Regions from separate parts of the Mus musculus genome. Here all the other regions are linked to region 1. The links are chromatin contacts, called in public Hi-C and HiChIP or PLAC-seq maps. All regions are on one chromosome and are shown on one strand. The core of a region is the stretch at or near the end of the contact, and the rest is flanking DNA. Distances in the headings are between cores, read along the strand shown.

Evidence for each region. A called contact is a pair of places that touch in the nucleus more often than the background predicts. HiChIP or PLAC-seq counts read pairs in DNA pulled down with a chosen protein or histone mark.
Region 2: a contact with region 1 is called in a Hi-C map of B cells, with 7 read pairs. The contact joins the promoter of Xaf1 here to the promoter of Mis12 in region 1. A contact is called at or near these places in 3 of 39 promoter capture datasets (embryonic stem cells, hippocampal neurons and liver) and 1 of 484 Hi-C or Micro-C datasets (B cells).
Region 3: a FOXA1 HiChIP or PLAC-seq map of pancreatic cancer cells shows a contact between it and region 1. The contact joins the enhancer-like site here to the promoter of Mis12 in region 1. A contact is called at or near these places in 6 of 39 promoter capture datasets (cranial neural crest, embryonic stem cells, hippocampal neurons and 3 more), 6 of 484 Hi-C or Micro-C datasets (B cells, embryonic stem cells, erythroblasts and 1 more), 11 of 115 datasets of contacts at active chromatin or transcription factors (the 230-238 cell line, differentiating embryonic stem cells, embryonic forebrain and 7 more) and 2 of 9 other capture datasets (adipose tissue and embryonic stem cells).
Region 4: a contact with region 1 is called in a Hi-C map of rod photoreceptor, with 2.2 times the contacts expected there. The contact joins the enhancer-like site here to the promoter of Mis12 in region 1. A contact is called at or near these places in 10 of 39 promoter capture datasets (the 3T3-L1 cell line, cranial neural crest, embryonic stem cells and 6 more), 1 of 15 datasets of contacts at CTCF or cohesin (pro-B cells), 5 of 484 Hi-C or Micro-C datasets (CD4 T cells, cerebral cortex, embryonic stem cells and 1 more), 5 of 115 datasets of contacts at active chromatin or transcription factors (astrocytes, embryonic stem cells, forebrain and 2 more) and 2 of 9 other capture datasets (adipose tissue and embryonic stem cells).

Annotation. Positions count from the first base shown.
Region 1 is chr11:71,016,395-71,023,357 of GRCm38.p6, reverse strand. Mis12 (MIS12 kinetochore complex component) reads right to left here and starts at 3,747. Exons shown (of 3, transcript NM_025993.3): 1 at 3,169-3,747. It overlaps Derl2 (Der1-like domain family, member 2), which reads left to right and starts at 4,055. Exons shown (of 7, transcript NM_033562.4): 1 at 4,055-4,214; 2 at 4,981-5,046. The coding sequence starts at 4,122.
Region 2 is chr11:72,297,035-72,303,997 of GRCm38.p6, reverse strand. It overlaps Xaf1 (XIAP associated factor 1), which reads right to left and starts at 2,369. Exons shown (of 6, transcript NM_001037713.4): 1 at 2,289-2,369; 2 at 536-671. The coding sequence starts at 2,320.
Region 3 is chr11:72,194,231-72,201,193 of GRCm38.p6, reverse strand. 4933427D14Rik (RIKEN cDNA 4933427D14 gene) reads left to right here. Exons shown (of 19, transcript NM_001361564.1): 3 at 2,231-2,831; 4 at 5,305-5,411; 5 at 6,572-6,634. Among named protein-coding and RNA genes, the nearest start is that of 4933427D14Rik, 9.8 kb to the left of the region's middle. Within about 2 kb of position 4,538, at least 49 of the 459 cell types and tissues checked have an H3K27ac peak or open chromatin away from gene starts, as enhancers often do. A contact at or near this core is called in adipose tissue, pancreatic cancer cells and trophoblast stem cells, where this site is marked.
Region 4 is chr11:72,020,034-72,026,996 of GRCm38.p6, reverse strand. It overlaps the pseudogene Gm23226. Among named protein-coding and RNA genes, the nearest start is that of Aipl1, 14 kb to the left of the region's middle. Within about 2 kb of position 2,381, at least 13 of the 459 cell types and tissues checked have an H3K27ac peak or open chromatin away from gene starts, as enhancers often do. A contact at or near this core is called in neural stem cells and rod photoreceptor, where this site is marked.

The DNA of each region.
Region 1 (6,963 bases), core at 2,498-4,997:
ACAAATCCCACATAGAGTGCTCATGCTCTTTGTGACAAACACCTCATTGAGTTCTAATACTTTTTTTTTTTATGTTGGAATCTGGATCTGGGCATCATACATGTTAGGTAAAATCCTATCCACCAGCTACATAAATCCCTGACCCTGGTTCAAGCATCTTACTACCAGAAATGTTTAAAAAAAAAAAAATGCTTCTTCTAAGGGATTCAGCCACTCATCTCTCCTCCCTCTCAGCCCACAGCCCACATCTATGCCCTAGCCAACCTTTGGCCAATTTAGTAAGAAGATGCTGTTCCAAAAAGGACAAGAGAAAGGGTGGCACAAAGTCAACCATCCATGTAAAGAAACCCATTCCTCTTCATCAAGAAACCTGGTCAGACTTGTGAGCATACATCAAGGTAATGAGGAGCAGGGCTAAAGCATGGCTCAGCATGAAGTCTACTTGCTGCTCTTGCAGAGGGCCCAGATTTGGTTTCCAGAATCCATCCATAACTCCAGATCTAGGGGATCTAATGTCCTGTTCTAATCTCTTTAGGAGACCAGGCATACTACATGTACATGTAGTGCATATACATACATATAAACAAAACACTCATACACATAAACATATATTTCAAAAATTAAAATTATTAAACAACAAACAACAACATTAGTGGAGATGGAAAAATGACTCAGTAGTTAAGAACTCCAGCTGTTCTTGTATAAGGCCCAGGTTCAGTTCCCAGCACCCACATGGTGGCTCACAACTATCTATACTTCCAGTCCCAGGGAATCCAATCTCTTCTCTGGCCACCAAGGAAATCAGGCACACACATGGTGAGTATATTTACATGCATGCAAAGATAAAAGAAGAGGAAAAAATATATAATAAATAAATAAATAGTGAGGAACCAGATAAAAGCCAGACTATGACACTGAAATAGATTCATGATTTCTTTATGATTTTGTCCTTGATACTCCAATATAAGATTCTGCAGGCTCAGCTAAAGATATGTTTCACTGGCAAGCCACAAGGATAAAATTAATGACAGTTCATATCAAGGCACAATATTCTTTGGCAATCCACTCTCCTACCTTCAAACCACCTAGGGCTACATTTGCAGAAGCTCTCAAATAGTAACAATAATGGTAACGACTGATCTCCTACTCTTAACTATTTCTACATTACTTCATCCTCTTGTGGATCTGTTTTGTGATACAAGTTTGCATGATCCTTTAACGCCAAACATTGCACAGATCTATAAATCAGGGATACATTTAAGAGACTTTGTTGGGAACAAAGTCAGAAACATGTCATATGATATGACCTTAAAGTCAGAAGAGTCTGCATTATAATTGGAATAAACTTTTAAAATTCTTATTTGGCAGTTCCTTTATCAGACCTCATCCATTTAATTTTGTCTTTTGTTTACTCCTCTCTATTCAGTCAGTAGGTCATCTGAAAATATTCAAGTCTTTCAGTTTTATACAATAATTTTTTGGTTTGTTTGTTTTTCGAGACAGGGTTTCTCTGTATAGCCCGGGCTGTCCTGGAACTCACTTTGTAGACCAGGCTGGCCTCCAACTCAGAAATCTGCCTGCCTCTGCCTCCCAAGTGCTGGGATTAAAGGCGTGCACCACCACACCCGGCTATACAATAATTTTTGAAAGAGTTGATTTTATTGTTTATGTGTATATGCCTTTATATGCACATGCCACATGCATGTATGTGCCCCTGGAGGCCAGAAGTGGGTGTCAGACAGGCTGGAGCCAGGGTTATACTGAACATGCGCTGTAATGCAAACTCAGGTCTTCTGGAGAAGCAGTCTGGGCTTTTTACTGTTGAGCCATGACCACCTACACACAAGAACCACCTTTTAGACACTGTGTTATAAGAGAACAGCTACTCAAGACTACAAAATTTAAGTGGAACGTGTATTCTGTGTCCATGTCTTCACTCACCTTGGTTATGAGACTAATTCATTCCTCACTACTCTAACACAATGACAAAGTCATCTAAGTAGGGCGATGTGGTTATTTAGTTATCCCACCAAAGGACGCAACCTTAGCATCATCTGTTCTTGTATAATCAACGTTACAAGTTTGAGTTTATAAGGATATTTTTTTTGCTCCTAACTGATGGGTTAGAAAACTGGTTTTGCATATGTAGAACTATGCAAGAAAAACATCCTTTATATTTCAAACTAGGGTCTCAAAACAGGTCTTCATTTTCACTTTAACTGCTAGGAGCCTTGGAGGTATTAATTGATCTTCTAATCATAACAGATGGATGATGGAGATTTTTCTATACTAACTTCTGGGGGACTTGTTACTTTATTTGCATGTATAATGTCACTAAAGATTGCCAAAACATTCTCAGAATATCTAAGCTGTTTTACACTCACTTGGAGTAGACCAGAACTTCTTGTATCTACCAATACTCTAACTTTTGTGAATTTGGTAGTCATAAACTTGTTTTTCTTCCCTATAGAGCTAAGAGTATTCCCAGGGCCTTTGTACATACCAGTACGCACTCTAGCACGAGATTCCCAGACCCACACTGTATTTTGAAGACTAAGACCATATGGCTTCGCATACTGTTTGGACACTGAAACTACCTCCACCTTCCACCTTCACATATGTTGTTTCTATTGAGATGACTTTCCTAAAGACTGTATTTTCATTATCTGAATAGATTGGTCATCTGTTACAAATTACCCAATCAACTGACCACTTGCACCCTATAATTCTCTTAAGTTTGCACTCTAACTTTGCCTCCAAGTTTTCACCATTCCTGGATTGATGCGCCATGATTACATAACCAAATACCTACATCCAAACTTCCAGTTTTGAGAAAAGTTCCAATGTTGCCTTTTCTCTGTTGGACACTGCCAATGCTATAATGAGGCAGTAGCTATAAAGATGCAGTTTTACCAACAAGTTGCTAAGACCACTCCCCAGTGTTTGCTCCCATTCTACGTTGTCCACACTGGCCTAGAACTTCAGGATGGAACAAATCCTCTGGCTTCAGCCTTCAGAGTGGCTAGGAGCCACAGGTCGGTTCAACTACTTTCAGCTTTCTAGTCTTCCTTCTAAATGCCATTCTCTCCAACTTTTTACTTGGTTCCTACCAGTCTTGACGGTCGCATTTTTTTGTCCCACAATTTTTAAAGCTTCTTTATAACTTACTGAACACGTCTGCCACGGTCAGGATAGTCTTTGCTCCAGCCCAATCTAATTCTATTTTCTTTCCTTCAAGTAAGCATGCAGTAGGCGCAGATTCCAGAGCCAGTTCGAATACACATCCCTGAAGAACCGCCTCCGCTTTCCCTTCATCTACCGTCTCTTCTCTGCTAGATTAGAGTTCCTGCGGCTGAAGATAAACATGAGAGGTCCTCACACCGTCTCGACGAATGTAATGGACTTCAGAGCCTACGACCGCCACAGACAAGGCCCAGAAACCGCAGAACGGGAAGCGCTTCCTTCAGCTCCAGCTCCCGTACTACCCCGCGGCCGCGATGCATGCCGGGAACTCTAGGTCTCCGTACCCAGGCCGGCCAGACCGGAGGGATTCCCTACAGAACGCTCCGCCGCCCCGACGCCACTCCTCGGTCCCGCCCTTTCCGCTCCTCCTCGGAGAGCACACAGCCCCTACCGAAGCGATCCCGGGAGTGATGGATTCCGCCCCACACCGGCTTCCCGCCACTTCCTTCAAGCTACACTCAGCGGCTGGAAGAAGGCGGTAACACCGGCTCCTCCGAATCGACTGAGACCTGCCTCTGCGAACGAACGCCAAGGCGGGCTGGATCGCACTCCTGATTGGCTAGCCGTGGGTCAAAAGGAGCCACTGCGATTGGTAAAAGGAAGGCGACAAGGAGGGAAAGCTAGCTGTGGCCGGCAGGGATTGGCGGACGGAACTGGTCCTTCTCTCTGCGTTGGTAGGCGGAGAAGTAAGGATGGACCGACGCAGAGGCGCAACTCTTGATTGGTGGGTGAGCGGCCCCAAGGCGCCAGCGATTGGTGGCTGTCCGAGTACGCAGCGCTGATTGGACAGGAGTGGGTAGGCTGAAGGCCAGCTTTGAGTCCGCCCCGCCGCCTGGCATACTGGCGGAAGGGGAAGGGGGGCAGGCGCGGTGGGAAAGATGGCGTACCAGAGCCTCCGGCTGGAGTACCTGCAGATCCCGCCGGTCAGCCGCGCCTATACTACCGCCTGCGTCCTCACCACCGCGGCCGTGGTGAGCAGCTGTGGCGCCACATCCTCTTTTTCCAGGCTAGCTATGACTGCGTCTTCAGAAAACGGGTTTGGGCCGCGGAGAAGCCCAGTGGGTCTGGTCCCAGGGGTGGGTGGAGACATCCGGAGCTGACTCTAGGGTTTGGGATATTCCCAAGGGTGCCAAGCCAGTGACCTGAGAAGGGTGTGCCCCTTCGTGAAGGGCCAGGTCAGTTTCAGACAAATGAAATCCAGACCTGTAGTGAATCAGAAGTGCGGGAGCCGCCCACCCAAAAATGTGTCTGAGAGGTCCAGGTGACTAGTGGGAGTGAGGTCCGCTAGGTTCACAGACTATTATATTGAGTATAGAAATCTCGAGCTATCTGGAAACATCTTTCAAAAGACGGCCTATGGATATAAGTGTCTGGCCGCTTGTACCTATCCCTAATGGTAGCAGGGTCTTAGTTAAACCCCTTATTCCGAGTTGTCTCACCTAGCTGAGGTGGTGACCACGTGACGCACAGATTTGTAAAAGATGCTGTTGGCTTGTCTCTAAAATATGCTCACCCGCCTGCCTTATAGCATCCTCAAATATTGCAACATCAAACTGACATTGTGTGTTTATACAAAACGGTTGTGCAAATTCTAAAGAATCTCTTACCAGCTGTCACAAGCAAGACAGAAATGTATTCCAAGGGACAGAAATGATTAGATCTACTCATCCTTCGTGGTTCATGATGAAATTTTGTTTTGCGGTTGATCGGCTTCAAGAAGCTCTTTTTCCATTTCAGCAGTTGGAATTGATCACACCTTTTCAGTTATACTTCAATCCTGAATTAATTTTTAAACATTTTCAAGTAAGTGGTCTATATAGCAACTGTGATTAATGTTTTCATTATCTTTTTTTTTTTCGTATCGTTTAGTAAGTAGTAAATCCTGTGAAATAGAGTCTCAAAAAAAATAACCCAGTAGGGGAATCTCTGATTACAGGTCTTTTTGAGATGTAAAGAGGGCATTCCACAGCCTGGTTGGACTCTAGAATGGTTTGAGAGCTGCTAAGTATTTGGGAACTCCTTATATACCAAACTAGAGTTGCCAGGGGGGAGCCAGGTGCAGACAGAGCAAGCAGGAGGATGGCAGGTGCTGGATAAGCTTGAGCTAGAGAGAGAGAGAGACTGTCTTAAGAACATAATTTTTAGTGTGTCTTTGATGTGTTGAGATTTTATATTTGACTACAACTAGTTAAGAACTAATGTGGCCATAGTCCCAGCAGTCAGGAACCTGAGCCCACCTTGAACTACATACCAAGGAATTGTCTCAACACACAAACAACAGGAACAACAACCAACAACGACAACAACAGTAATAATAATGTGATCTGAGAATAGACTGATGAGCTGGCTGCCCAGGGAGTTTCACAGGATAGCCAGCCTTATTTTGTGTTTTTTCCACCCAGACACACCTACCTACCACTGTTGTTAGTCCTCTTGGGCCAGCTCATAAACTCAGTTCTGGTACAACTTTAACATTGATCTGTCTTCTAGAAGTCAGATTATCCTAACAAAAGTCTTATACCATTATCTAAAAGAGAATGTGACTTTCCAGATTATAGTTTGAAGAAGTCTTTTTTCCAGTAATTAAAATGCTAAAGAGATGTGTGTTTTCGTGCCAGGATGGTCATTTACACTCTAGGTGAAGTGGCTGTAATTCTGCTTTGTTGATGCTTTCCCCTGTCCCAGATGTGTTACACTCCCCTTGTACCGTTGAACTCTAGCTTGCCTTTCAAGATTCAGCTTTTGTGTAACCTCAGATACTTTATCTGTTAGAGCCTCTCTCACCTGTCAGTGTCCTCACTAGGATGAGAATTCTATAAACTCTGGATTGTTTGCATGTGAATAGAATGCTGGCTCCTTTTCACACTGCTGTGACAATATCTGACAAAGCAAACTTAAGAAAAAAAAAGGGTTTATTTTGGCTTAACAGTTTGTTGGTAAAGTCCACTGTGGTTGAGAAATTGTGGCATCCAGAGCTGCAGGCAGTTGGTCCCATTGCAGCCAAAGCTCTAAGTAGAGGTGCTCAATTCACTTCCTTCTGTTTAGTTGTCCTAGGACCCCAGCCCATGGAATGGTGCTCATCGGTGTTGTCCTTTCCACCTTGAGTGACTGAGTCTAGAAACTCCCCCACAGACATGCCCTGAGTTTGTCTTGAATGACTAGATCTGTCAGTATGAATTATCACAAGTAAATTACCAGTGATGAGGGTTTCAGGGTGTATAAAGCAGTCGGTCCTCTGATACCTTGACATTGTCACATCAGGATGCTTGTGGCCTTTGCTAGGACTGCTTCCTTCTGCTTTGTTTGGCTTAACTGCCTAGGGTCAGGTTCTTTGTTTTGTTTTTGTCTATTTTTCTAGATCGTTTATCTTGTAGCTATGGCTGGCATGACCCTCATGGTGTCCTCCTGCCTCAGCCTCTTGGTGTGCATCATTGTGCTTTTTTTTTTAAAAAACAGAGTCTCTTATGTAGCCTGGCAACTCTTGAGCTTAATGGCTCTCCTGTGTTCTTCCTGCCTGGACTCCTTAGTGCAAGGATTATAGACATAAGCAGCCATCCCTAGCTAAGGTCAAATTCTTGCATTAAGTTTGGAACTAGGAGTCTTCACCTATCTGCATGTCCTTGGGCAAGCTATAAGTTTTAAAATTCCTTCTATGTGAAGTGAGGATGGTCACCCCACCTTGCTTGCTTATCTCACATATGATAGTAAATTTTGTAAAGC
Region 2 (6,963 bases), core at 1,120-3,619, 1.3 Mb before region 1:
ATAATGGTGGTGGTGGGAATTTTTATGACTAGCCTCTCTGTCTTTCAACCAGGTTATCCTATTTGCCTATAGAGAAGAATTCACTCCTACTCCAGAAAGGGAGGGCTTGCACAAGCTGCTGACATAGTCCAAACTACTCAAACTGTTCTGGCTAGTTTTATATCAACTTGACTGAAGTGTTTGTTGGGTCAGCTTGAATCTAAATGGATGCCTGAACTTGATTCTCAGAAAGATAAAGCCGCAAGAGACTGACTCAAAAAGGTAGGAAAGAAGACTGAGATGGGCCCTCCTGCCTCCTCCTTACAAGTCTCTGAAGAACAGTTAGCCTTTCTTTATATGGATCCTTTGTTCTGCCAGACCCATAGTCTTGGGGTAGCAAGAAGAAAGGGAGAAACTAGGGACAGCCTCAGGGTAACACAAACAAAAAACAGAGGCCAAACATGGAGGGGCTAAATAACTTACCCACCAGGCCAGGGAAGGCTGGACTCCAGTTGTTGACCCCCCAGGCCTCTGCCCCACCTGCCCACCTGCTCACCTGCTGGTGCACAACTTCCATGTGCTCTTTCATCTTTGACTCTGGGATGGGCTCTTCACATTCTGGGCAAAGGACTATGAAGCGCAGGCAGTGGGCCTCGTGGAGCATGAAGTGGAGAGAGGCCACATTTCTTTTGCTTCAGGATAAAGTGGGGGTGGGGGAGAAAGAAAGGCACAGTGTCTTAGCATAAGACATGACGCCTTGTTGCATACCTGGGGTAAGCTCTTTCCAGGCCTGCGGCCTGGGGAAAACAGTGATGATGCTGATGATGCATTCCTATGCCTGCCAGTGCTGGTGAAACAGATAAGCTCGCCATCAGAAAATAGGTGTGAGGGCACTGTGCCTGGGAGAGGGGGAGGAAGAGGGTACCAGGGCAACAGGCAACTTTCAAGATTGATGATAGATTTCATTTCCTAGATTGTAAGATGGTTTCACAAATAAGTACTGTGTATCAAGATGTATATTTCAAACATGTACAAGTTAGCTAGGGCTGTTGGCACAGGGGTTCAGGAGCCTGAGTCAGGAAGATGGCTAGTTTAAGGCTTATCTGTGCTTATAGAGTAAGTTCAAGATCAGCCTAGGCAACTTAGTGATACTCTGTGTCAAAAGGAAAGGGAAAAACAGAGCCAGGGATAACGCAGCTCAGAGTGCTTGGCTGCTCTGTGCAATGCCCTAGGCTCAGTGCCTGGAACGACTCCTCAGCATCACCCCACAGAGACAGGGTTGGGGGAGGTAAAGTTCTATCCTTTTCCAGTTATCTCCTAGAAAGGCCATCACGAGAACAAGGGAGCACAGCAGTGCAGCTCTGCCCTGACCACACCTCAGACCCTCCAAGGGTTTCCCAACTCTCAAGAGCAAAAGTCCATCCACCACGCTGTCTCCCGTCCCTGGGCTCCCTTGCAGCTACCCAGAGAGCATCTGAGATGCAGGGGAGTCTTGTAGGGCAGGGTGTCCTCCTCTGATAGGCTCATCACCAGGAACGCTGCCAACCCATTCCATCTGCTCATGCTCACGGCAGCTCGGGAGAAAGGAAACAGGCTGTATCCTTAAAGGACCAATTGTTCAGGCCCTGTGATCTGGCTCATGGCCTCCAATTGTTCAGGCCCCTGTGATCTGGTTCATGGCCTCACTGCTGTTAGCCTGATCCAGCTGTCCCCACAACCGCACAGAATGACGTCCTTTGCTCTGTTTGCCCTCTCTGTTTTGCCTGCCTCCATACTCCATAGACCAGAGATCCTGAAAGGTGAAGTGGAACAAAGATCTCTGTGGAGCTTTACCCCAGTTACTGCAACAGGTGGGGTCTGCTGAGGAACCAGCTCTTTTTACTTGGAGGTGTGGTCCTTGCCTCCTGCTCAGCCCTCCATGTTCTATCTCCCAGCTCCTTTGTCAGGCGGAGGACAGGAATAACCCTGGAACATCTCTCAAAGGGTCCTCTCACAGATGGGTGGGAAGACCACGATGCCCCCCACCCCTGCTACGGATCTAAGCTCTGACAGGAATAGCCTGCTAGGGACCAGTCCCTCCATACTTCATGGCTAAAACTAGCCAGCCTGAAATACCCAAGCTAAGAGGGAACAGTGATATTGAGGTACCACTGAGCACTCTACTTAGAGATTTGGAACCTCTTCACTCCAGAGGTTCCAGTCCCCTTCGGCTTGCCCTCTGGTGTTGTACTTCATCCCCATCACTTCAGAATTTGTTTGCTCTGCCCTGCCCCTCTGTCTGGCCAGCCCTGGAGAAAATGCCTTCTTACCAGTTCCTGCACACTTGGAAGTCAGCCTCCATGGTCAAGCTTCCTGCAGTGCTTCTGTGGAGTTTCGTTTCTTTGCACACAGGAAAACAAAACTGAAAGTGTTTGCCCAGCCTGACTCACAGCGGCAGGGAGGAGACTTCAAAAATTCTCAGCTCAGGGCGGTTCCCAGATCCTGGCAGCTAGACACTCCCAGAAGGCCATTCTGCAGCATGGGCTAGTCCTCTGTCATGCCCCTTGTCCTGTGCAGCCTCTGTGCTACCGTGACTGTGACCTCCAGGGTGGGCGTTAGCTGTCGGGTTTCCTCTGGGCAGCACAACAATTCCTCCCTTTCTCCCCCTCCCTCCCTGACTGGCTTTGTTTCCATGGGGTCCCTGCCCACTTCTCAACCTGTGACTGACTCCTACTGTTTCTGTCTGGTCTCTCCTGAGATGCTAAGCTTGAGTCTGCTCTCTGAAGAAGAAGCTCCTGCAAGCTCTGTACCCCTGTGTGGGTTCCAGTTTGTGGTGACTTTGAAAACAAAGTCTGTGAGGAACTGAGCAGGGGGTTCTGGGTGCTGGATGCTCAGGCTACAGGGTTTGGGGCAAGTCTTGGGAATGGCCAGGGATAACTGTGTTGTGTCTCCTGAGGTTGTCCTCTGCTGGGAAACAAAACAAAGCAAACAATAATGGCAAACAATAATGTAAGCCAAGATGACAGAAACCATGAGGAGGTCTTGCTATCCCATGCTCACTGGTAAAATCGAGCAGCAAGGGGCTGAATAACCTGCACAGAAGTTCCCAGGTAACGTGGTCCAAGGTGTGACCCTTCTGCCACAGGCACGGAGCTGGAGGAGCTGTGCTCAGATCCAGACAAGATAACCAATTGGGAGCTTGAGTCACCTCAGCCTTCTGGATACTGTCTCCTGGCTGACCGGGTTACACTGGAGCTCCCAGGCAACTTTAAGGTCCAGGTGCTCCTAGAATTTGCATGCAAAACTGCTGCTGTGTCAGTATATGTTTGTTCCAGCGAGGTGCCACAGCCTCAGGCAGTTACCCAACAAGGCTAGCTGACCTCATGAGGTTCAAAGAAAACAAATTGTGTTAAAGGCAGCCCATGTCCAAAATTATCACAGTGCAAAATGATGGAAGTCAGTCGATTTGCTGGTTTCCTGTGTTCATTCCACCACCACCACCCCCCTTCCAAGGAAGAAACAGGGCGTCATTAGATAAATGAAAATGATCAAAGGGTTTTGGAGTAGAGGTAGCGGTATGGCACTTGCCTACCATGCATAAGGCTTTGGGGTTAGGATCTAACACACACACACACACACACACACACACACACACACACACACAGACACACACACACACACACACACATCACAAAGTATATCTCAGTGACAACTGATACATTCACAAATACAGCCGTGTACGGAATAATGATGTTTCTGTCAGCAGTGCAACTGTACATAGCACAGTAGCCATATAAGATTACACCTGAAGAACTGCAGAAGTCTTGTCACCCAGTGATGCTACACACAGCAGTGAATCACTTCCACTTGTGTGCCCTTGGCATGAATGCAGGGTGCAAGAAAGCAGAGAGGTGCGGGAACATGGTCAAGTTGCATTACATACATGCATTAAAATGTCAAATAAAAATGAAGAAAAAATATAGCACACATTTCATATATGGCTGGCTCAGCGGATAAAGGCACTTGCCATTAAACCTGACAGCTTGAGTTTAATCCCCGGGATGCACGTGGTGGAAGGAAGAACCAACTCCACTGAGTTGTTCTTTGATCTCTACACACACAAATGTTTTGAATATTGAGTATCATATTTGATAATCGTAACAGGCAGCTATGCTATTGGTTTGAGAACTTAACTATACTATGCTTCCTCCTGTCATTATAGAATGTATCTTCTTTACCTGTAAGTAAACTGTTAGTTGTTAGTAGTACAGCACTTGCTTAGCCTACACAAGGCCCTAGAGTCAATCCTTAGCATGGCTGAAAGAAAACAATAATTGTGGGAAGCCACATGTGCCGTTGCAGAGTGGCACTGACTACTGCTGGCCACCACGCATAAGTTTGGACAAACAACCAATGTGTACATATGCAGTAAAGTTTTTTGCAAAGACACTGCCTGGCCCGGGCATGATAATGAGGCTTTGAGAGTATAACCAATCAGATGTGAGACATGCAAATGAGGTATGATAATGAGGCTCTGTGAGGTACAGAGAGAGAGAGTAGCCAATCAGATGTGAGACATGCAAATGAGGTATGATAATGAGGCTCTGTGAGGTACAGAGAGAGAGAGTAGCCAATCAAATGAGGAACATGCAAATGAGGCGTAGTGCATAACCAATCTGGGTGTGAGACACGCCTCTCCTAGGCCTATAAAAGCAGCACCAGTTCTGGGCTGGGGTCTTTTCGCCTCTACAATCAAGCTCTCCCAATAAACGTGTGCAGAAGGATCCTGTTGCAGCGTCGTTCTTCCTGGCCAGTCGAGCGCAAGCAAGAAATAATGATAATGATAATAATAATAATAATAAATCACACTAGTTTCTATTGACCATTCTGAAAGAAGAATTGGTTTATTCTGAGCCAATTTGTATGACTGAGCCCCAGAAGTATAAACAGAGACCTTGTCAATCAGTAACATGGTCCTTCAAGGATATAGGTTACCACTTGAATGTGAATTCTCCTCTGTCTGAATACTGCTCCCTTAGCTGACTGTGCTGTTTTAGGAGCTTACGAAACTTGCAGGGAGTAGGGCCTCGCTAGAGAAAACAGGTTAACGAGCAGTGTGTCTTGGGGGTTTATAGTCTAGCCCTGCTTCAGGTCTGATCACTTTCTGCTCTCTGTGTCAGCTAACAGACAGCTGTCGCACGCCCGCTGCCATGCCTCCCCTCCATAACAGATTAGTGTCCCTTTGAATGGGTGCCTTTCTCCTTGTGGCAAAACACTCTCAACTTAGAAGAGGAAAGGATGACTTGGGCTCATAATCTGCGGGTACAGTCCATCATGGTGGGGGATGCATGGTGGTTGGAGCGTGAGGTCTTCTTGGTCACATGAGCCTGAGTCAGGAGGAAGACTCTGGCTGGTGCTCAGCTCACTTTCTTTCTTTCTTTTTTTTTTTTTTTAAAAGATTTATTTATTTATTTATTTATTTATTTATTTATTATATGCAAGTACACTGTAGCTGTCCTCAGACACTCCAGAAGAGGGAGTCAGATCTCGTTACGGATGGTTGTGAGCCACCATGTGGTTGCTGGGATTTGAACTCCTGACCTTTGGAAGAGCAGTCGGGTGCTCTTACCCACTGAGCCATCTCACCAGCCCAATAAATATTTCAATAGGTTGAGACTTTTTTTTTTTTTTTTGTTTGGTTTTTTTTTTTTTGGAAGATTTATTTATTTATTATATGTAAGTATACTGTAGCTGTCTTCAGACACTCCAGAAGAGGGCGTCAGATCTTGTTACAGATGGTTGTGAGCCACCATGTGGTTGCTGGGATTTGAACTCTGGACCTTCAGAAGAGCAGTCGGGTGCTCTTACCCACTGAGCCATCTCACCAGCCCTCAGCTCACTTTCTTTTACTAGTTCACCACATCCCGTGGGATGCTGCTGCCCCCATTCCTGGTTGCTCTCTCCACCTCAGTCAAACCTCTCTGGAAACAAATCCCCAGGTTTGTATCCTTAGTGACTCCAACTCCAATCACAACAACAAGATAACTATCCTTCCCTTCGAACTGGGGGCGAAAAGTAGTCCATCCTCTCTTAAGTTAGAGGGTATGTTTTACAGGGGTATGTTGCTCTGGGTAGTGAGTTTCCACCCCGGGAAACATCTAGACTGCTTTCTTTTTTAAAAATGGAGGCATCTTTAAGATCCCATTTTTCTTGGCTCAGACATAATAAAAACCTGTCTCTGGGACAGAGAATGGGGGGAAATGCATGTCCCCTTGCTCCCAGGAAAAAACCAACTAGCCAGTACTGTACTTAAATTTACATCTGTCTTCGCCTTTTTCTCATGGCTTTCTGTAAATTATAAGATGGCCTTAGGCATGGAGAATGGTTAGACTAATCAGTTCTCATTGGCCAAAGTATAAATAAATCCAGGTTCTTCTATCGATTTCTGTTAATTTTTTTTTTTTTTTTTTGTCAGAGTCTCTTCTAGCCCAGGCTAAAGTCAACATGTTCTCAGTTTGAGTGAGGGTAGTCTTGAACTCCTGCTCTTTTCAAACCCTACCTCCTGAGTGTGGAGACTAACAAGTGTACATCATGATGTCTGGCTCCTAACAAGAAAACTGTGTGTCAGTTGTTGAGGTTTGGTCCTTTGCTATGTAGTGTAATGCTACATTTTGTACCTGAAGGTCTAGGCCTATGAGTAAATCCTCACATTTACCAACTTTTGTTGTACAAACCTTCATCCTTAATTTAAAACTATTGGTTAAATAAAATGGCTACAGCCAATTATTGCAGGATTAGAGGTAGGAGGGTTTTTGAGTTACCTGGTTGAGTAGGGTGGAAAGGAGAGAGAGAAGGAAGAGGACAGAGGAGAAGACACCATGAGAGGTATAGTGGGTTTGGCCTAAGGCTGCCTGCATTCTAATGCTAAGTACTGGCCTCCAAGATTTGGAGTGGCATATAGCCTTTGGGTCCTAGCCCCCAAGTTAATTCTAATTGGTGAATAAA
Region 3 (6,963 bases), core at 3,289-5,788, 1.2 Mb before region 1:
TTTTTCTTCATCTCTTCTGTCTTTCCCATTTCCTGTGTTTTTTCTAAATGTGTATGAGTGTGTACCTGTGTGAATCTATGTGCATTGCTCTATGATAACATGTTTGCCTGTAGCCTTACCAAAAGCATAGTGTTGTGCTCTCTTATCTTACGGAATTTCACTATCTTTTTATAAGGTTAAATGGTTTTAAAGATTTAAAAATTGTTTTAATTATGTGTGTGTATGTAGATTTGTGTATGGATGTTTGTACATGAGTGTAGGTGTGTGTTCAAGGTGAAAAGTGAAAAGAATGGTGTTACAGGTGGTTTAGAGCCTCTCTTCCCCTCTCTCTCTCTCTCTCTCTCTCTCTCTCTCTCTCACACACACACACACACACACACACACACACACAGAGCCTTTTGTACTTGCAAATAATATTTTCTTCTGGTCTTTGCTTATTGGGGCTTTTTGTTTGTTTGTTTATTTTTGGTTTTGGGTTTTTGTTTTGTTTTAGTGTTTTTTTGTTTTTTTTTTCTTTTTGGTTTTTCGAGACAGGGTTTCTCTGTGTAGCCCTGGATGTCTGGGAACTCACTCTGTAGACCAGGCTGGCCTCAAACTCACAGAGATCCACCTGCCTGGCATTAAAGATGTGCACCACCACTGCCTGCCTAATTCAGGCTTCTTGTGTGTGTGCATGTGTGCACGTGTGTGTGTGTGTGTGTGTGTGTGTGTGTGTGTGTGTGTGTGTGTGTGTGAGAGTATGTGTGTGTGTGTGTGTGTGTGAATTTGTTGGTTTATTTATTTATTTATTCATTTACTTTCAAGGCAGGGTTTCTCTATATAGTTCTGGCTATCTTGGAACTCGTTAGACCAGGCTGGCCTTAAACTCAGAGATCTGCATTTCTGCCTCTTGAGTGTTAGGATTAAGGGTGTGTGCCATCACTGCCCAGCTAAGAAATTTCTTTTAATGTAGTCAGATTTATTGCTCATGTGTCATTTCACTTCCCCTCACATTAGAGATCCTTTTATTACGTATGAATTTTGAATAGTAGTTTAAAGAGATTTTTCTTGTGTTCACGTTAGAGGGGATTCATCGGCTTACTTGTCCCCTGGTGTGTATACCAATCTTGGGGTATTGAATTATGTTCAGAGAAAAGGCTTTCCCCAAATAAGGTAACAGATGTTAGCTCCTGGTTGTTGTTGTTGTTGTTGTTTGAGTTTGTGCACTTTCAAGTGTTTTCTCCTTAGTGAAGTTTCTCCTACTCCTTTATTAACCACCTCCTCCCAAAAAGTTCCTCGAGGTTTAGCATATCTATGTGATTGTTTGAGCACATTTACTGTGAGTGTTAGGGAGCGCTCCCAGTGAAGGTGTCCTGAAATTGGGTCCACTGAACTCCGTGGCATGGATCCCCTTACTCCCTTACCCAGCAGGGGGGCTCTTTTAAGTTGTAAAGTCATACAATTATTTCTCTTGACCTGATAATCCTAGAACATATTACTTAACCTAAGAAAATAATGTAAAAACAGAAAAACAAAACAAAATCCTAAATGCACACATGTACTAATAATAGACTTAGTAGTGGAAAAACTAGAATAATCTTATTTGTTCAATATAATTGTCGCTCAGCCTGAAAGGCTGGTTTTTGGAGATTAGAAAATGCAACAGTGAAAGTAGTCTTAAAGTCTGTGAGGAATGTAGAAGGATGTTTATGCTTAAGTGTAGAGCATCATAAGGCTGTCTGTTAGGATGAACTCTGGGAAGAACTTAAGTCTGTGTAAGCCTGGGTAAGTGGACTGTTTAGGACAAAATGCTTTATGGGCACAGGGTAAAGGACTGTGTAAGGACCCGGTGGAGGTCTCGGGAAGACCGGAGTAGCCTCCACTGGCTTTGCTCTGCTGTGCAGTGCATGCCTGTGGGGCTGTTGTTACGAAAGCTCCAACCCAGGGTCTCTGTGTCCTGCTCGACTTTGACGTTCTGAACCAGGGCAGATCTGTAATTCGGAGTTGAAGAACTTGCTGGTTGGTTAGATGATTTAGTAGAGAACCTTGTATGTCATGTATACGGGTGGTTCTGTGGGCACACCAGAAAAATATCTCTTCATACAAATAATCTTCTAGGTAAAATATTGGTCACTGGAGTGAGTGAGTGAGTGTGTGTGTGTGTGTGTGTGTGTGTGTGTGTATGTGTGTGTGTATGCTTTGCAATATATTATTTTTCTAATGTGAGCTTACTTTTATTTATTTCTTAAAGAACCAGCTGCAATTTAATAGGAATGTTCCTACAAATCCCAGCAACTTGGCAGTCCGGTACTCTTGCCCACATGGAATTAAAATTGAAAAACTGAAACACTCATACAATGAATTGAATCATGGTAAAGACTTGGATTTTAAAGCTGGAAATGAATTAAGCAGTTCTGTCTCATTTTCTGTCATATCAGAAGAGAGGCTTAGCTATGCTGTCCACCTAGCCAAGAGAGATGTAAAACGAAGACAATTTGAAGAACACGTGAAAGATCATCTCAGAAGTCTGCCCCATAGCTCTCACAAAGGTATGCACACCAAGGTGGAAAGGAAGGACTCCAAGAGTCAGGATGTCTGTCATTGCAGCCACCAGCCGTCCAGAGTAAGCCTCTCCAGCTCGGGCGCTAAGGTGTATGTGTACACATCTCAGCCAGGACGAGCTGATCTTACTGTGCCAAATTCACCACCTACCCATGATCCAGGACTTCAGCCGCAACCCAGAATAGAGGAGAACAAAAACCTGTGGGAACAGAAAGGCCTGCTAGAAGTTCAGCGACTCCAAAAGGAATTGAGTGGTTGTATCCGTAAGATAGAAGCACTAACGAAAAAAGGTGAGAAAAACTCAGTTCTTCATTTGATGAGATGCCATGGCCTGGGATAATTTAAATGCATTCATTTGTTTGGGCCTCCTCCCCCAATGCACACGCCAGCTGAGTTCTGCTGCCTCCTGTGAGCTAGTTGGTTCCGTAGAGCTTAGCAGCCACTCCAAGAGAGTTGGACTTGGAGTCTGACATAGGTCTCCTTTCTTTGATGAGTTTGCTCTGCCCACCCCCTGGGTGTGGATTGCCTGACCATACATCTAGCACCTACATACAAAGCATCCTATCATATTTGCTTCTTGAAAAATTATTTTAATTTGCTTTAAAAATACTATAGTATGGGCTGGTGAGATGGCTCAGGGGGTAAGAGCACTGACTGCTCTTCCAAAGGTCCTGAGTTCAAATCCCAGCAACCACATGGTGGCTTACAACCGCCCATAATGAGATCTGACGCCCTCTTCCTGTGTGTCTGACAGCTACAGTGTACTTATGTATAACAATAAATAAGTCTTAAAAAATACTATAATATATGTATATTGTAGATAAAGCCACATCATATATGACCACAGGGTAAAAGTAAGAAGTATAATCATTGTATACCATTTTCACAGTAGTTAGTAATGTCAGGGTCTTAGCATTTCCTTGAGAAGTAATAGATTCAGGAATGGAGAGTAGGGTTACTATAGCCAACAAGTAGACCATCAAGCCCAGCTCTTAGACAGTGGGGTGTGAAAAGTTGTGTAGCAAAAGGTGCTCCTGGGCTAGGATAGTACGTAGTCTAAAATTATATTTTGCATTTAAAGTTTAAACATATATGTTTGTTAGAGAAAAAGCGTAAATGTGTACCTGTTGGTTGACATAAGATAAAACTCCCACTGGGGATGTGGCTGGGTAGGAAAAAAAAAAGAGATGTACTAAGGGTGGGTACAGCTTCATCCCCTAGCTCTGGGACCAGCTACAGAGAAACTGCTACCAGTTGTAGACCAGCAATATCTGAAACAAAATGCAGCTGCCTGAGGAAAACAGCTTCCTCACACAGCCAGAAAATGTCGCCTCCAGTCTTCCTGATGAGCACATCCTATAATGCTTGAGCATCATGGGGCATTCAGAACATCTCCATAGAACACCCAGAAGTACTGTGGTTTGTTTCTCATTATCCCTTACTTTTGGTGTGTAGCGTAACCCCACCAGATGCTTTAGGTAGAAGGCAAGCTCCAGGGAACAGAGCTCCCAGGTCTCCTGCTCTGGTGATCTGGCCTAAGGCCAGGACCTTTAGAACTGAGTTAGAAGCTCTGTGGAGGCCAGGCTGACCTGGGTTACTTTGTTCCCTTAAGTAGTTCAGTGGTCACCAGTTGTTGGTGACTATGCTAGAAATGCCCTGACAAGGACAGATGCTAAAGGAGGCCTGCGGATGCTCAGTCTCAGTTCTGATTCAGAGGCCTGGGCTTCCCAAGCCCCGCTGGCTGCTTTACACTCACATCAAGGTGAAGAGTTAATCTCCTGCCAGAACCAGGTCCTGGTTCTGTTCTTACGGGTATGTGAGCTTGGATTTTCTCTCCACTGTGTAACTCAAATAGAGGTGGCGATGACTTGCCCTAGAGACGCCCATATGACTTTTTCCTGTGTATGTGCAACTTCTGGCTTCAAAGTTTTGCCTTTCTCAGCAGCCTAGTTGCCTTATTGTTCTTGTTTGACTCATTTCCGGCCTGTTGCTGGGACTTAAACCCACGCTTGCTTGGTGAGAGCTGCACTGTAGAGCTGCTCTTCACCCTCTCTCAGTCAGTGTAGCAGTCAGTGAGGAAATCCAACTCGGAATACATGCGCACAAGCAGAGCCGTGCTTTTATCAAACTTTTCTGTTAAGAGTTTTATAAAAGAATGTGTATAAATATATTTGGAAACAATAGTCTAGAAGAAATGGATAGATTGGCTCTCCCCTGGGCAGTATTCCAGAAATGGACTGCGTTGATCTTTACAGAAATATGGAGAGCCAGTGTGTACCAGAGTGAGTTTCTTGACATGTAGCTTGACACTTATACATCCAAATGACTTTAGCACTTCCATCTTAAAATGCTAGAGAAAGAATTTCTCATTTGGATTCAAGATAAATAATTCAGTAAAAATAATCTCACTTTACATGAAAATAATCCAGAAAAGATTTTTTTAAAATTTTTTTGAAAGACAGGGGAAGCATTGTACATTTGGCTCAATATAAAAGAGTTTTGACATAATGAACTTGCTGTCTATTGGAATTTGTTTTGGTAAATTCTGGTGCACAGGACAGCTTGCCAGCATCTTTGTGTCCCTTCTTTCCCTGAGTCTGTACACAGGTCACTCACTCAGTCTCAGCCTTGGCTGTTAGACGTTAAGTCCGCTAAGGCAGCCTCTCTGTTTCCTTAGTAAGACACGTCAGCTATTAATTACTCTATTAAGTACTTAAAGTGTCTGTGTGTGGTTTTTAACCTAATGTGGGGAAATACTTTCAGATAGACTAGAAGAGGCTTTGGATCCAGATGAAGAGCATCGAATCCGAGTCAGGAGACAGGAGCAAGCCGTGCGCTGTGCCCGCATGCTCTACGTTCTTCAGCAGCAGGTTTGGAAAAGCCAGGGAAGCTGGAGCAAGTGGCCTGCATGTGGATTTCTTAGAGACTTGTACTTACTTTTCCCTCAGTCACAAGGGCTCTGCATAAGCGCTAATGAATTTTCAGGGTCAATTTCCTAAACCTATGAACTAGTGATTCACATTCTTTTGACAGAAAGGTGTGTGTGTGTGTGTGTGACATGCATGTTGTTTTTAACTTTGGGGGCATAGACTATTGAGTCTACTAAAAGACATTTTTCCTTCTGAAAAAGTGCTTGTACATGTGACCCTGAGTCTTAGAGTGACTTTTCTATCTGTCGTAGTTTTATTACATGGGTTATTCTTTATTTTATGATAGAAAATGAAGAATATTGTCTTTCAAGAAACATTTAATGGTTAATAAACATCCATTTGCATTGGATTTTTGTGTGTGTATATATAATAGATTTTTTTAAAGTTTGTTTTAACTTTAACTTTTATTTGTTAATAAACCTTTAAACCCATTTTGGTCATTTAAAGCTACATGTTTGTTTTCATTGCTTGAACCAAAAGCTATATTTTGTTTGTTTGTTTAAAAGCAAATGTCATAGTTAGATTTTCTTATGTATTTTTTTTTTAATCCTATATTGGTTTTTATTTTACACCATTGCCACAAAAGTTGTTCTTGGCAAGTGCTATACCACAAGCTATTTCTATCTGAGATGGTTCTGAAACATAGATCTACCATGTCAGATTCTGTGTGTGTGTGTGTGTGTGTGTGTGTGTGTGTGTGTGTGTGTGTGTGTGTATGGTGTGAAAGGGTCTCTTACCATGTAGCCCTGGCTGGCCCAGAATTCAGATAACCACTGTCTATGCCTTCCTGGTGCTGGGATCAAATATATGTACTAGAACACCTAGTAGAAAGAAAAGTCTTTAGTGTGGCTCATAAGACTCAGCAAGCTAATCCTTCTGTTGGTCACTCATGGTGATTGGGGGCCTGAGAACAGTTCTGTTAACCGTTTTAAAGCAGAAATCATTCGGTGTTAGTAGATATAGGAAATGAGTAAGAAGCCTTTTCTCATTTTTAAGTGACTTGGGTTAGTAAGGGTTATGTTTGGATAAACCAGGGTCTGTTTTTCTATAAGATCAATGGACAGACATAAAAGCTTTGTTTCTCCCTTTTCATAAAACAGGTAAAAGAAATCCAGGAAGAATTGGATAAATTGAGTCCACAAAAAATTAAACATACTAAGAAGGTACGTTATGATCCTAATGAATGGCTATTAATAGCGTGCATTTACAGTGTTTACTCAGTGTTTCTGTATACCTGTTAGGGAGGGGCTGAAACAGCTCACTATGTGGTTACTCCTGGTATAGACAGGTCACTGTATGGCCATTCCTGGTATGCAGACAACAGGAGAGAAAAGAACTTGTTTCTAGAGAACATGAGGTTTTGCAAGTCTTTTCTCTATGAAAAAAGTTTTGTAACAGGGAGCACTTTGTGTGGCAGATAGACTCCAGATATTCCTTTTTTTTTTTTTTTTTTGAGAACATGGTTTTAATATTTTCAACTATTAATACTAAC
Region 4 (6,963 bases), core at 1,132-3,631, 1.0 Mb before region 1:
AAGCTGCTAAATCCTGGCATCATCACCATATCATGACAGTCATGAGGAGCCTGGTTAGTGTCCAGTCTTACTTTGTTGAAAGCAGACATCTAGACTCTCCCTCCCAGGGCCTTGCCTGGGTTTGTAGCTGGAGGCCCCATGTTGAACCTTGATCCACTGGTCTGTGAGTGGTGGCATCAGACTGTCTGTCTGGGAGGCCATTTGGAGCTCTCCCTCCCCCTCCCACCTCTTCCCTGAAGGCAAGCACTCAGGCTTACTTCCCATGCTCTGAGTCTGCGCAGCTCTTGGCCTAATTTCGACCGCTCTGTTCCTTCTGCTGTTCTCATTAGTGAGAGACTGTGACGAGCAAGGAATCTCACCTTCCCTCTCACCACCAATAAAAATATCATCTGAGGATCAGCCTGAGTGCTTGTGTTTCCTCAGCCATGTCAAGGCTGTCGGCTCCCACCTGCAGGGTAGAGGTGGCGCGTGCTGCGTGCGTGCGTGCGTGCGTGCGTGCGTGTGTGTGTGTGTGTGAGTGTGTGTGAGTGACTGATATGTCTCCCCCAGTGAGAACCATGGGCACCCCTTGAAAAATTCATAACCATGCTGCCTGGTGAAAGTTAGTAGTCCAGCCTGCTGCTGGGCAGGAAAGGGAGACACAGTGTCTATCTGGCTGGGGTCATGACTACAGGCCTTCTAGCCCCTTCTGGTGTAGCCAATGAGGCATCCAGACCCTAGGTAGGGAAGGCAGAGGTTTGTTTTTGTCTTTCAAGACAGGGTTTCTCTGTATAGCCTTAGCTGTCCTGGAACTCACTCTGTAGACCAGGCTGGCCTAGAACTCAGGGGCTTGTCTCTGCTCTCTTGCCTGCTGGAATTAAAGGTTGTACACCATCACCAAGAAGGTGGAGGTTTGGGTTAATTGAGTTCCACAAAGCTTACTGGTGGATGGAACCCGTTAGCTCCCTCTTTCGGCAGATGGCTGTAAATACAATTTCTGCAGCTCTGCTCAGCCTATCAGTGCTGTCCACAATGCATTCATGTTCATTAGAAGAAAAAAATGTGTGAACGTGAATGTCTTCTCACCATCCTCGGAAGGACACAGGTACCAGAATCAGATGGCCAGGAGCTTTGTTTGCTCTACCTCCATTTGTGTTCAGCTGGGTTCTGCGCTGTAGGATTCGAGATGTCCTTCACCAAGGCTTCTCATAAGCCATGCAGAGAGTCCAGGCAGGAGCTGACGTGGCCATTCCTCTTTTCTGAGCATCTATCTTGAGTCTTCCCTCCCTTCAGACTATTTTTTTTTGTCACCCAAGAAGGGAGAGTTGTTTTTGTGATTTTCAAGGGCCCTCCTCATGACAAAGGAGGTAAGCTTGAGACCCAGGGAGGACAGGGGTATAGGGCTGCTCCAAGACTGAAGGTCTGGGAACCGGGAGTGTTGCTGTGTAATCCAAGGCCTGGGAGTCAGGACAGCTGGAGTGTAAGTTCTATGCCCCAAGCCCGAGACAGGCAAGCAGGAGGGAAGGTGGACTTGCTTGTTCTAGTCAGACCTTCAGCTGACTGGCTGAGGCCCACCCACAGGAGGAAGGTAATGTGCTGTGCTCAGTTGGCTAATTTAAATGTCAGCCCATCACAAATGCCCTCATATAGATGCCAGGGATAATGTTCACCAAACATCTGGCACCTGAGGGCCCATTTAAGTTGATACAAGAATGTCACCTATCAATTCTGGAGGCTAGATGCTGACTATCAAGGCATCAGTGGGTGGAACCTCTAAGGTTTAGAGTGAGAAGCTCGATCTTGTCCCAGGCCAGTCCCCTGAGTGTTTGCACTCACTAGTGTCTTGAGTTCTAGACACACCGCTGTCTCCACACTTTCCTTTTAGAGCATTCTGAAGGCCCTCACCTGAGAGGGTGTTACTGTCACGACGACGAGGCATTTGTCTTTCATGCTGCATGGGACAAAACAGGACAGATTAGATACAGAGTAGGCTGGGCATGGGGCTGGACTATGGTCAGTCTAGGCGAGGACAGGGTTGGGGTGGGGTGGGAAACCTATATAGACCAGGATGTCTTAGGAGAAAAGCTAGGTGCTCAGACAGGATCTTGGAAACCAGTGAGGAGTCTCTGAGAAGGGAAAAGATCAAATCAGCTTTCTAGAAAGATCTTTCTGTGGCAAGTTTGAGCTTGTATTGAAGGAGAGAAGCATTGAGACTCCTGCAGTAGCTCAGGCAAGAAACAGTGCTGCCAGAGAGGAGACTGGTGAGGTGGGTGCAGCTAATGTGGCAGAGAGGCTTGGCACTGGCTGTTGCAGTTGTACACAACACCACACGCAGAATCCCAGCCTTCCCACCTTTAACCTCATTGTGTCTACTTTAGATATGTGCAGTGCTTACCGGTTCCCAGTAGGTGGCAGGCAAGGGATTGAAGAAGGCACCTCTGTCTGATTTGCATAGATCCCAGGCTGACCAGGTCAGAAGCCGGAGTCATCTCAGAAATCCCATGGATTTGATTTTGAAGGACAGGACTTGAAGACATCCAGTTCTGACTCTAGACAGTACCAGGGGTCAGAGTCAGTGACAGCCAGATGATCTTGGAACCCTGTGCCTTTCTCTCCAGCTGAACACTATTCATTAAAGCAGTTTATAAAACCAAGGGGCTAGGGCTAGGGGGTCCCTGGTTAAGGTAGAAGGATGGGAAGTGTCCTTTGGGCTGGACATCCAGACAGTTTGGAGGGATTGAGTTTCATTCTTGGTGCCCTAGACAAACGAACCTGTCAAGGTTTCCCGGGGTTCTGTCTTGTAGGCAAAGAAGAGGCTCCCCTTTCAGCTACAACACAGGCTTCCTGTTCCTCTCTCTAGTTTATATTTTATTTTTACAAACCTCGATAGTTATTTCTGTAGTTTCTGTACAGGTTTAAACTCCCACCCCATTTGGCTGATGACAGTCATTCTGACTGGGGCAAGAAGGATTCTCGAGGCTGTTTCAATGATCATTTTCCTAAAGGCTGGGGATGCCGAATGCGTTTCAGTCGTTATGGACCGTTCGAGTTTCTGTTTTTGAGAAGATGTGTTCTTTTTAGCAGCTCATTTGTTCACAGGGTGATTGTGTTTCTGGAGCTTTTCTGCTGAGCCCCCCCCGCCCCCCCCCCCCCCCCGCCAATCATGTTCCTCAAGTAGCCTGCAGGGGGCACTGTTGCATGCTGGCATTTTGGACCTCGATTCAGCTGATTTTTATCTTTTCAGTTTTTTACAATGCATCTCCCACTTTGCAGTGAGAGGTCTGACGGTAACCTATTCGGAGCCGGGGTTTATGGCAGCAGGCTTCCTGGCTTCAGACTTGAGCTGTCATTCCTAGCGGCCTGGTCTCTCACAACTTGACCTGTAGCATTGTGCTCCCAAACTCTGCATGGTGACATGTCGGTGATTTCCAAAAACTATGTATAACTGTTCCTCTTTGTTTCTCTTGGCTGTCCCCTTGCCTCCGACAAGGGGGTCACTGTTGCCAGTCTGTGTTACATTGGCTATAAATCACTGATGATAATGATCAGCCAGGGGTCCCCTCAGATACCATAACCTGTCCTCTGTCTCCACATATAGGGCCAGAATAGAATGGAGGCTAAAGAGCAAGGAATAGTCAGACAAGCCTGGGTTCCTAACCAGCTCTCAACATTTACTAGCTGCATGGCCATGTGCGCGCACACACACACACACACACACACACACACACACACACGCTCAATTTAAAATCTAGATTCCTTAGGTGAAAGAACACGGTGTGATGTTTTTCCTCTCCAAGTCTGGCTTGTTTCAATTGACAAAATGATCTCTGGCTCCATCCCTTTCCCAGAGAATGTTATGATTTAATTTTTCTTCCCAGATGGATAGAATTCCACCATGCATAGGGGCCACACTATCTTTATCCAGTCATCTGTTGAAGCACCCCTAGGGTGGTTCCATTTCTTGAATAGGGCAGGAACGAGCAGGCTCCTTGTCTGTTGAGGTGTGTGTTTACCCAGTGGCATAGCTGGGTCATGTGATAGTTCTATTTTTAGCTTTTTAAATACATGTATTTACTTCAGATGGAAGAAGGGACTTGCCACAGCACATGTGGCAGTCAGAACAACTTGTAGGGGTTGCGTCTCACCTTCTAAAAGGCACCACAAAGCCGACGGCAGTGCCTTGCCGGTCCGTGTTATTAGGCCTAAGGGCCTCGTCCATTCTTGTGAAGGACTGTGTTGACTTTCTCCCCTTTCACACAACACAAATGTTTACTTTTTTTTTCCCTCAGAAACTTCCATATTGACTTCTATAATGGTTACATGTGTTTACCTTATAATCAGCTGTGTGATTTTGTACAATTTGCTTAACGTCTCTGAGCTGCTGTCTCCTTTGTACACACAGGACTCTGACTTTTGCTGTTTCATTGAAGTACCTCGATAGGCTGAGCATTGTGATGCACAGCGTCTGCTTCGCTTACAGTGACCTTTATGTACAGCACTCTGGGCTCACTTGTGAGCTCACCTTGCCACACCTAGCATCCCTAGCCCTCTGTCTTCTCAGGTGTCCTCTGTATCCCCAACTCCTTAGCTTTAGGTGAGAGCAAACATCTCAGCTCCCTGCTCTGCCAGCTCCAGAACGAGGGAGCTCCAGCTTCCTGGCTATGGAACTCGCCGCCTGCTCTGTCACTGTGCAACCTGTCACCATTGTCCCCTTTCTGTGATAAATATTCCAAGTGGCCAGTGCACAGTGTTCGCTTCTTCCATAGCTTCTCTTTAGGACCCCTTTGGGGGAAATCGAAGCAAGACAAGTGACATGGACTCCTAGCTTGGTATTCATTCTGTTAGTGACTTCACATCTGTCTCGTAGAAAGGCCGCTGTTTCCTGTTCTGGGAAGTCACAGCTTTGGCTGATAGTGTGTGTGTGTGTGTGTGTGTGTGTGTGTGTGTGTCCACTGCATAGGAGCTCCCAGAAGGCTGCTGTCCTGGGATGTGCAACTGGCCTGATGTTCAGAGGGAGGGAAGATCCTGAAAGACATCCTTTGGCCCTGCAAGAGCAGGAGGCTTGGGAGAGGGTGGTGGCAGCCGCTTCCCACATTGTGAGGCAGTCACAGGGGATACTTGGGCCAAGAGGACTTATTTGATGGAATGGCCCTCCTCCCCAGGGTGTGGTGGTCGCTCACTAGCAACTTCTTCTCCTAAGGGGACCACCGTGAGGCTCTAGAGCCAAGTCACCACAAGAAGGATGAGTTTATAAATGAATGCATTGTTAGGTCTATGTAGATCAGGCTGGTCTCAAATGTGCTATGTAGCCAAAGGTAGTGCAGGACTAAACCCAAGGCTTTTTGCACTTTAAGTAAGCTCTCTGCCCACTTGCCCACTGAATGTTGTATGGAGGCCCTATATGAGGTTATATATATATATATTGCCTATCTGGTCTAGGTATGGAGGCTTTGGGTGTATCAGGTGAGAAGGAGTGAGACTGTTTCTTGGTCTCAGTGGGACTGTGGGATCCTGTGAGGAACTGATTCAGGTGAATAGCCCAGCATGTCCCCATCTGGAGGGGAAGGTAGCTTTATATGAAGCCATACACACAGAAATGTTATCGAGACAGTCAGTTATCCTAGCCATCAGAGGTCAAGGCTAAGAATATTGGAAGTTTGAAGTCAGCCTGGTTGACACAGCAAAACCAAATCCAGAACTCACAAAGAGGGCCAGGGAGAGTCAGAGGCATCAGGGCTCCCTGCACAGTACATGTGAGTGATCTGTAGCAACGGCAGAATGATAGAGAGTTTAGGAGGCAGAGTGCAAGTGCTGATAAGCACTGGAGGGAGTGGGGGAAGAGGAGGCCATGGGTTTGTGGATATCTGTCCACGGAGAAGGGGAGCTCTCAGCCAAGCTAGTCACGTTGTAGGGCAAACTTGCTTGTGGGGAGGGAAGGGAGGCAGGGGGACAGGGAAAGGAGAAGAGAGTAGGGTTAGGAAGGGCAGTGATCTGATCTTTAACCATTGTTTGATAAAAGGGGCCTGCTGAGTACAAAGCATCTGCTCACCCACAAGCCCCTGGGCCATTCTCCTGTGCCCACCTCCCATCTCACCATAAGGATGGGAAGTTTACAGACAACACTCGCACATTCTGTGCATTCTGGGTTGTCAGGCTTTTGGTGGTCTCTACCCACTGAACCACCTGGTCTACTCTGCACTCACTTCTTGAGATGCCTCTTACCTCATGAGGCGCTGAGTGAGGGCCTTGCCAGGCCCTCCTCGCTGGAAACACCTCTGTTATCTGCTGCTGGAAACCCTTTTCTCTCTTTTTACTATCTGGCTCAGCTACTTCTTTGGGAGCTCAGTCCTCGTTATTAAGGAATAGTGAAGCTTTCTATGGTGATTTGAATGAAAACGGTCCCAACGGGCTCATAGTGGCACTATTTGGAGGTGTGGTCTTGTTGGAGGAGGTGTAGTCTTGTTGGAGGAAGTATGTCCTTGGAGGGGGGCTTTGAGGTTTCAGATGCTCAAGCCAGGCCCAGTGTCATTCTCTCTTCCTGCTGCCTACCAATCTGGATGTAGAACTCTTGGCTTTTTCTCCAGCACTGTGTCTGCCTGTGTGCTGCCATGCTTCCTGCCATGATGACAATGGACTAAACCTCTGAACCATAAGCCAGACCCAATGAAATGTTGTCCTCTCTAAGAGTTGCCTTGGTCATGGTTTCTCTTCACAGCAATAGAAACTTTAACTAAAACACTCTGTGATGAGCATGAATAAGGTACAAGCATTGTCCACGTACGAATCCCTAGTACCTGTGAATTAGGACATCTATAGGAAAAAATACGTATTGGGTTGTTAATGAGCTGATTTAAAAATGGGAATATTTCCCTGAGTTTTCTAGCTGTGGCCAACATGCATTGAGAGTCTTTAAAAAGGAAGAGAGAAGGAAGAAGTAGTCACATGGAGGCATGGGAAAGACTTGGCTTTGAAGATGGAGAAGGG